2 separate regions of the Callithrix jacchus genome follow, and region 1 is linked to region 2. A link is a contact called in public Hi-C data. All regions are on one chromosome and are shown on one strand. The core of a region is the stretch at or near the end of the contact, and the rest is flanking DNA. Distances in the headings are between cores, read along the strand shown.

Region 1 (4,257 bases), core at 717-3,216, 120 kb before region 2:
TCCCACTGTTCCCTTAAGCTTTGAATGTTCACTGATCTGTGAAGATAGCTGAGTGGATAAATAAACTTAGACCTGACAAACCAGAGAGATATTAGAAAGAGAGCTAATCTTGTCTTTAAAAAAAGAGCTTTATGTTACCTGATAAATTGATTTTTTAAAAACAAGAAGACAGAAATAAAAATAACACACATAAACTGGCTAGCACTTTTTTTAAATGAATTAAAAACTGGTGGGGTTATTAACATGTATCCTAGCCTGCTTGTCTTTCCACCCTCATTTCCCATTTTCTGGTAGTTGCATAAATTTCATCTGGCCTGAACCCCAGAGTACAAAAGAGAGGATATGAAGAGAGAGGGCCCCAAGCAAGGGAGAGGGGCCCTGGGACTGAGATGCACATTCCCGCCACTAACTTTAGTCCATATATTCTTTTTCTGAACCTTCCTTGCAGTGAGTATTCAGCTGTGCCCAATGTTGCCAAAAAGCAAGGAAGATGAATACTGAAAGGAATCTTTGGCTTGAGGCCACCAGAAGCCACTGGTGACCTTGTGAAACCAGGTCCTATAGAAAGGTGAGGAGACAGTTCAGATGTCTGCTGGGTGAGCCGTGAAGGTGGAGGTTGGGAAGGTTAGGAATTTAGTGGAAGTGGGCCAGTCTGTCAAGAATCTCAGCAATCATCGCTAGAAGTGGAGCTCCTCATGGCCCTGTTCATCAAGGAGCCTCCTAGAGTTGTTCAGTGCACAACATGAACAAACAGAAGCCAAGACCTAGTATTCGTATTGTTTATTCTCTGCAACACCTAACACAGAACATATCTGACACTGAGAGATCATGAATAGTCCCTGGATAAATGAAAGTAAGAACATACACAAAGGAAGGAAGAAAAGATTTTTACAAAAAGTCTAGTGATAAAAACCATGTTTATATTTTGAAGGTTATATAGAGTTTTTGTTCAATTTTATTTTGAGGATTAGGCAGAGTTAGAAAGAAACACAATAATAATATAACACAGCCTTGTCCTGGCATAAAGACTGATGGCTCATAGAGTCTTTTTTTCAGATCCATTATCTATTTCTTCATGGAAAAGTGCATCATAGGACATTTAGGAAAGAACTGTAAATTAAAGAACATTAAAGGTGAGGCTTGAAATCAGAATGTAGAAGTTCTTAAAGTAGATTTCTAACTAATATTAACTCTTGATGTTGTATCATTAAACATAAAGACTAAATGACACCTGGGAGTGGCACTGGGATCAGAATTGTTAAGTAGAAGCATATATAGCCACGTATACATCATGAAATCATCCTGTTTCATCACAATTTCCTGTGTATCTGAGCTGTGTACAGCTCGGTGTAGTATTCTAGGCTTCCTATTTAAAGCTGCACCAGAAAGCAGAATTTTAAGAATTCAGAGAAGAGATGCAAAGATTATTAAAGACAAAAGAAATAGGATCTACGTTAAAATGCTCACATGGATTTTTAGTAAACCCTTATTCATCGTTTTAGAATTCATGATGATTCACATAATGTAGCTGCATAGGGGGAAGGACTAATTTTAATAATTCCAATTATAATTATCTTTAAGAAGAGAGATTTAAATTTGGCTCCAAGCATAACACCAGATCTTCATCAAATACTCTTTGGTTTATCTAGATCGGCCTTCCTGAAGGGAAAGGGCATTCTAACAAAATTTTGTAGTAGTTAATGCCTGACTTTTTGCAGCAAGGACAGAATGAAAAGATGAAAAGAAACGCGCCAACCCATTTAGACTAAGTAAGCAGCAGAGTAGTTCATTTAAACAGAGTTTGTCAGAGGAAGTTATGGAATCTACTTCCCTGGAGAGTTTTAAAAATAGGCCAGGCACTCATCTCTCTGGGATGGTTTCAGCCTGCAGAGTGGCTAGAGGACAGCCCCAGGCCCTCTCAGGTTCCCTTCTGCCTCTACCAGTCTGTAGATTAAAACAATATCTGAGAAGGCCTCTTTGGGAGGGCAAGATACAGTCACCCAGGCCCATGTCTAACTACGATGTTTTCTCACCACATGGAATGATAAGTATAGGAGGAAGGGTGGGGTCAGAAAGTTTCCTCAACCACACTCTGTTGGCATTACCAAGACAGGCACTCCCTCTGCCAGCACTGACTGAATGCCAGAGGGATGCCAGTTAGTACAGGATGATCATGCTCGGTTGGATTTCATGTGTCGCATTGTCTTAACGGTATGTGGTGCATGTGTGTCTGAAAATAGGGTAAGTAAAATGATTTGGAAAGAAAATTCAGTTAAAAGTTAGGGAAACAAATGGGGTAAGAATCTGCATGTTCTCTTAGGTTAGACTAACATCAAGCATTTGATCTTAACATTTAGCATCTGATTTGAAAGTTTCTTTTTGGGTGTGAGGCCTATTCTATCCAGGACTGTGGTCTGTTGTCAGCAGATGGGGTTTTCCTCTTACAAAATGAGCTTGGTTCCAGCTTCCTAGAGCTGCTGGGTAAGAGCCGGTTGCTCACCAGAGCTAAGGAGACAACATAGCTGACAGGCACAGTTAGAGGCAGCTTTAAATATCACACACCCCATCATTTGGTGGGTGGGTGTGTTGTCGCTAACTGTACTTCCACTTCAACAAAGCAAGTGGTGAGTTGCCAAAAAACAAGGGGGCTCCGTCTTAAGCATCATGCTGAATTCTTTTTAGAGAGGTGGTTTTTCAATGAAGAATTTTATCCTAAAATGTTTTCCAATTTTATTTAGGAAATTTATTTATTTATCAAAGGAAAGTAATTTAAGCATTGTAGCAGGTAACTAGAATCTGTAGAATGAGAACAGCTTTCTCTAACAAAAAGCTATCTTCTTTATTCGTTGAGTGGTCTCAGGTGGCCTGTGTGAGATGGGGCTTTGCCAGTGCCACAGTTATGCAGGCTGCTCAAAGAGACACAAAACCTGGCAATCTACTGCCCAGCTAATTTACAAACAGGTGACAGGCGGTGAAACTATGATCTTGTTCTTTTTAAATGGTTCTTTCCTCCCCATACATGCTGCTTTTTGGAAAGGTCACTTTAGTTTTCTTTAGGAAAATGAGTCTTTCTTCTTCTCCCAAATGCTAAATTGATGCCCTTCCCCAGAAGTCTTCCTATTAATTGAGTTGGTCTGAAGGTCATCTACTATAATCAATATGAAGCGTGGCTGCAAGGTGCTAATTGACACCCCCAAAGAGGAATAATGTCAACAATCAATAGAGAGGAGGGAGCACTGGTAGATTTATGGTTTTGATTTTGAAAAGATATGGGAATGCCCAGTGATGTTTTCCCCCGTACTCCTTTTGAATGTTAATGCTTTCTTGAAGATGATTTCAGACACACTGCTAGGATACTGCCTCTACTCACTGAAGCAGAATCCTCTGAAGAGTTGCTGAGGCAGAACTGAAATCATGGCTCACCTCAAAGAAGCAGCAGTATTGGCCGTTAATGATGCCTCACACAGAAAGACGGTGCTCCTTTAACTGGGGGTTTTAATGGGAAGTTTCTAAGCCTGAAACAACAGCTTTAGACCTGGGGTGTGCCATCAGCTGCCTTGCAGCTACCACTGTCTACTGCTTTCACACGGCGTGGTCGGGAAGAAAGGAATCTAAAGAGGCTCGTAACTACCTGTAACTGTTCCACCAGGACATGGATCAAGTATGTATTCGGCCAGAGCCAGGTACTTGACCCAAACTGTATCTTTGATAGGCTAATTAAATGCTTTTCTCTAACTTTACAATTGATGCATGAGCAATCATCGCATAGATGCCTTTCAGACCCAAGTTCTGAATTTAGATCTAGTTGTTAGATAAGTCTAATTAAACAGTTGGTAGCTAAAGTTAAGAAGAGAGGGGGTTAAATGTAATGATGCATTTATTTTTAAAGCATGCTTAAGTTTGTAATGTTATTGATACTGAATGAAGTAAGTAGTAAAGCAGGCTTTTTTCTTTCCTAAGCTGCAGTAATTGATTCCTGAAAGCCGTTTGCCCATTATTTAATTTTATTTTTTATCAGTCACCTAAAACATCCAACCTTCCAAAATGTAACAAGGGTGCTCTGATTTGTTTACAAAGGATCACAACTCAACAACTCATATTGATAGTGTTGACTGTCCCTGGCTGATAAACTGTGTGTAGCACTAGCCTTTTGAGGTATCAGCAAGTAGCCGTTTTCACTATGAAACACACAAAGAAAGACAAAGAAAACCAGACGGAGCAGTAGGGCTTATTGTTTGAAGTTAAAAGTTCCAGTTT
Region 2 (3,967 bases), core at 639-3,138:
ATTGAGTGGATAAAAGTAATTTGATGCATACTTAGATTGTCCAAAAATGTTCTGGTTTTTTTTTTAATTGTTTATATGCAACAGTAGGTCTTTTGATGTCAAGTTTATTTGAAATAAACAATGTGCCCTTGGTAGGAGTATTCATTTCTGCAAATGCTCAGAAATTATGCTTGACATGCCAATCTGAAATCATGAGTTTTGTGAATGAGTTTTTGTTTTCAGAACTATTTTGAAGTCTACTTTAATGCCATAACATCACAAGCAGTCTGTTTGACCTGGAATGGGTTCCTTATCAACATGAAATCTAGTTATCAGGAACTTCATTAAACAATTTGGCTAACCAGAGTTCTGATTGATTTTACAGCAGACAAGTTCCCTCCTTATTAAAAAACAAAACAAAATCGGACAACTTCTCATTTAAGCAGGTGTTCATCTTCATCTCATTACTGGTTTGTTGGTGTAAATTAAGAGCTTCAAAGAATGCAAGGAAACAAATAGAAGCTGGTGAAGAGATAGTGTTGTTCTGAATAGACTCAAACACAATGACGAATCAGGTTCTGTAGTGTATTGTTGTTGCAGGCGGGATGTGTGGATTGCTGGCCTGTTACATAACTGAAGACTTCCTTTTGCTTGTAAATGTCAAGATCAAACAGAGGTCAGTTTTAAATAGCTGACCGGTGCTGATAAATGTGACTTTCTCTTTTTAGAAAAAGCAAAAAGCCTCCTGCCTTAAGAGTCACGGTTCTGCTGTTAGAAGGAGGTGTCTTTGTTTGGGCTTAACTTATATTTTGTTCATAAGGTTTTCTCTGAGATGGCAAATAAACTTTCTCTTTGCCTATTGTCTACAGATAAATTAGTAAGTTAGGTATATGCTTTCTTTCAATTATTTGTTCATTCAATAAATATTTATTGAGTTTATACTATGAGCTAGGCATTCTGTTTGGTACTCCTGTGAATTTCAGCTCATGTATTTCTCCAAACAGTCCTGGAAAATCGTATATGCCATTTTGCAAATGAAGAAAGCTCTTTTGTGGGCTTGCAAGCCTCTTGTCTGCTCCTTCTATATGCTCTCCTTGGTGATCCGACTTCAGGGTACACAATCTGCTGAAACGCATTAAGTCCTCACCATTGGTCCAGGTCTTCCCTGACTCCAGACCTAATTATGTGTCTACTGAACAGCTCCACCAAGATTCCCACAGCCAACTCAAGCTCTCCATCTCTAAAATTCAACTTGCCTGCTTCTTGCCCCAAGCCTGTTTTCTTCCCCCACATTCCCTAGGCCAACGATCAGTGCCACCAGCCACTCTGTGCTGCTTTGATTCTTTCCTTTTCCTCACCCCTCATATGCAATCAATTGCTGAGTAGTGTGGGTGATGACTCCCAAATCATTCTTAAATCTCTGTCTCCACTGTCTTCATTCTTGTCTAGGTCACAATCTGTAGCGCCTCTCCTGACTCTACCTTCATTATGGCCCTTGTTTAATGACTCCTCAACACTACAACCAGAATGAAGGTTCTGTAACACAGACCTCATATTTCTCAACTTTAAATCTTAAATTAGCCCACTTTCACTGTCAGGGTCAAATCTGTGCTCTAACAGATGTTACAGTGCCATTTATGATACGACCACCTGCTTGTTTCTCCAGCTTTACCTTACACCACTCCCTGTATACCACTATTACACCACTTTCAGTTCTTTAAAGGTATCATATCCTCTCTCACCTTTCTAATCTAATCTAAGGAAAAACAAAGACCCCATTTCTTAGAGTCAAATTTTCATTAATACACTCCTTCCCCTGTGCTTCTGCCTAGAATTTCTATGCTAACTCCCTCCACTCCCTCTTATCTCCTTCCTCATTATCCAAAGAAGCCCAAGAGACTACTTTTCAGATCCTCAGTTAGATGTCATTCCCTCCAAAATGCATTTCTTCTTCCTTCAAGTTTGGGTTAGATGTCCTTAGGTGCTTTCATAATCTCTCTCCCACCTCCCACCTATAACTGCTTGTCTGTATCTCCCACTATACTGTATACCCCATGGAAGAAGCTCAGACAGTAACTCCTATGAGGTCCTAAGTCAAATTAGAATTCATTACTTGTCCCTTTTATGTCAAAGCTCATGTTTTTCCATTTTGCACTTGGAGTTGACCCCCAGGCAAGGAGGGCCATAGGAGGACGCACATTCAGATCTGTGCTCAAGAGAGAAAGCAATCAGGGTACTGAGAAGGACAGATTTGACAGACCGGAGCCAGGCAGATCAATGTGAGGCTCTTATAAAAATCCAGTTTGGAAATGATAAAGGCCTAAATTATCAGTGGAGAGAAGACTGAAACAAGATATATTTATGAGTTGGATTTGGTGATTAATTAAATGTAGGAGCTGAGGGGAAAGTCGACTGATTTCAAGTTTCAGGTGACTGTGCAACCTGTGGTTACCCAACTATCTTATATTGGAATTATTAGATGTTAAAAATGATTCATTTCTTATGGATGACTCCATGCAGACTTGATTTACCACTTATGCTATAGATTCTTCATCCAAGTTCTGGATGATTCTAATTTCCTTTTATAGATCTTCTAAATCTTGCCATTTTAGCTATTATGTCAGATCCTTCAACCCAGGGGTGTCTAATCTTTAGGCTCCCCTTGGCTACATTGGAAGAAGAAGAATTGTCTTGGGGCACAAATAAAATATACGAATACTAAGGATAGTTGATGAGCTAAAAAAAAATCACAAAAAAACCTCATAATGTTTTAAGAAAGTTTACATATGTGTGTTGGCCCACATTCAATGCCGTCCTGGGCTGCATGTGGGTCATGGGACGTGCTTGTTTTAACCCATCCTGGAAATAGTTTTTCTTCTATTTTTCAGTCCATGGAGTTTCTGGGAGAAAATTTAGGAAGACCATGTGTTTTGCGTGTGAAGATCTCATTTATTAGCCTCAGAAAGTGTTAAGTGTTGAAGTTTGGAGTTATACCAATGCAAATCTCTTGAGGCTATTGAATGAATGTCTAGTGACAAGCAGTGGTCCAATACAGAGGTCCTCAACATTTTGTCCAAGAGATCCCTTGGAGGTTGCTAACACCCTTAAATGATCTTCAAAGTTAAACCTATTTGGATAATAATACTAATAGGTTATTATTCTTTTCTGCTATCATTCTTTTATGAGTAGAATTTTCCAGATTCTATATGACAGAATCAATGCAGAAGCAGATATGAAAGTCCCACTGTCTTCTATTAAGCCAGACATTAAGGAAATTTGCAAAATCTAAAACAATACCACTTTTTTCTGTTTCCTTTTTGTTTTGTTTTGAAAAAGTTATTTCTAATTAAAATATATTTGTGTTAGCATATACTGAGTTTATTATTTTTAAACAAATTAATAAAAGCACTTTTAAATTTCTAAGTTTTAATTTCTAATTCAGTAAATATCAGTAGATATAGCCCATATAAATAAAAGCTTTTAAAAGTTCTCAGTAATTTTTAGAAATGTAAAAACGTCCTGAGCATCAAAAGTTTGCAAAATGCTGATTTCTGACCCTGTAGAGTATAATTCAAGAAGCACAGTCTGTTTGGGAACATGAATCATGATGGAAATTGCCATTACACAAAATGTATAGTAAATTAACATAATTTTATTAATAAACAAAATAATATGCTAAACAGACCTCCAAAGAGGGGAACCTCATCAGTGGCTGGTAATTGGAACAGCAGGTCACTCTGTCACCGAACAGAAAATGTTCTTCAATTAGTAGGAGGATATCAATGAAATGAACATGTTCATTATTCATATTTCCACAAGACCATGAATGAAAAAGGAATTGTCCACATTATGGAGACTCTTTGTTTTCTTCCTGACTCCCAGTATTTGTGCATCTAAGCTTCCTGAGCCTGTTTTGTTCTCCTCCCCTCACTGAACTTTTTCCTCCACTGCCTGCTGTCAGCTTCTTAAGCCTATTTTCACAATATGC

What was found. A called contact is a pair of places that touch in the nucleus more often than the background predicts.
Region 1: a contact with region 2 is called in a Hi-C map of skeletal muscle, with 2.2 times the contacts expected there. The contact joins the promoter of CTXN3 here to the enhancer-like site in region 2. A contact is called at or near these places in 2 of 3 Hi-C or Micro-C datasets (both in skeletal muscle).

Annotation. Positions count from the first base shown.
Region 1 is chr2:81,365,315-81,369,571 of calJac240_pri, reverse strand. It overlaps CTXN3 (cortexin 3), which reads left to right and starts at 1,966. Exons shown (of 4, transcript XR_617767.5): 1 at 1,966-2,211; 2 at 3,331-3,683. All of the region lies in intron 1 of LOC128931329 (a long non-coding RNA gene), which reads right to left.
Region 2 is chr2:81,243,427-81,247,393 of calJac240_pri, reverse strand. The region is part of intron 3 of CCDC192 (coiled-coil domain containing 192); the gene reads left to right. Among named protein-coding and RNA genes, the nearest start is that of CCDC192, 56 kb to the left of the region's middle. Within about 2 kb of position 1,888, at least 2 of the 16 cell types and tissues checked have an H3K27ac peak or open chromatin away from gene starts, as enhancers often do. A contact at or near this core is called in skeletal muscle, where this site is marked.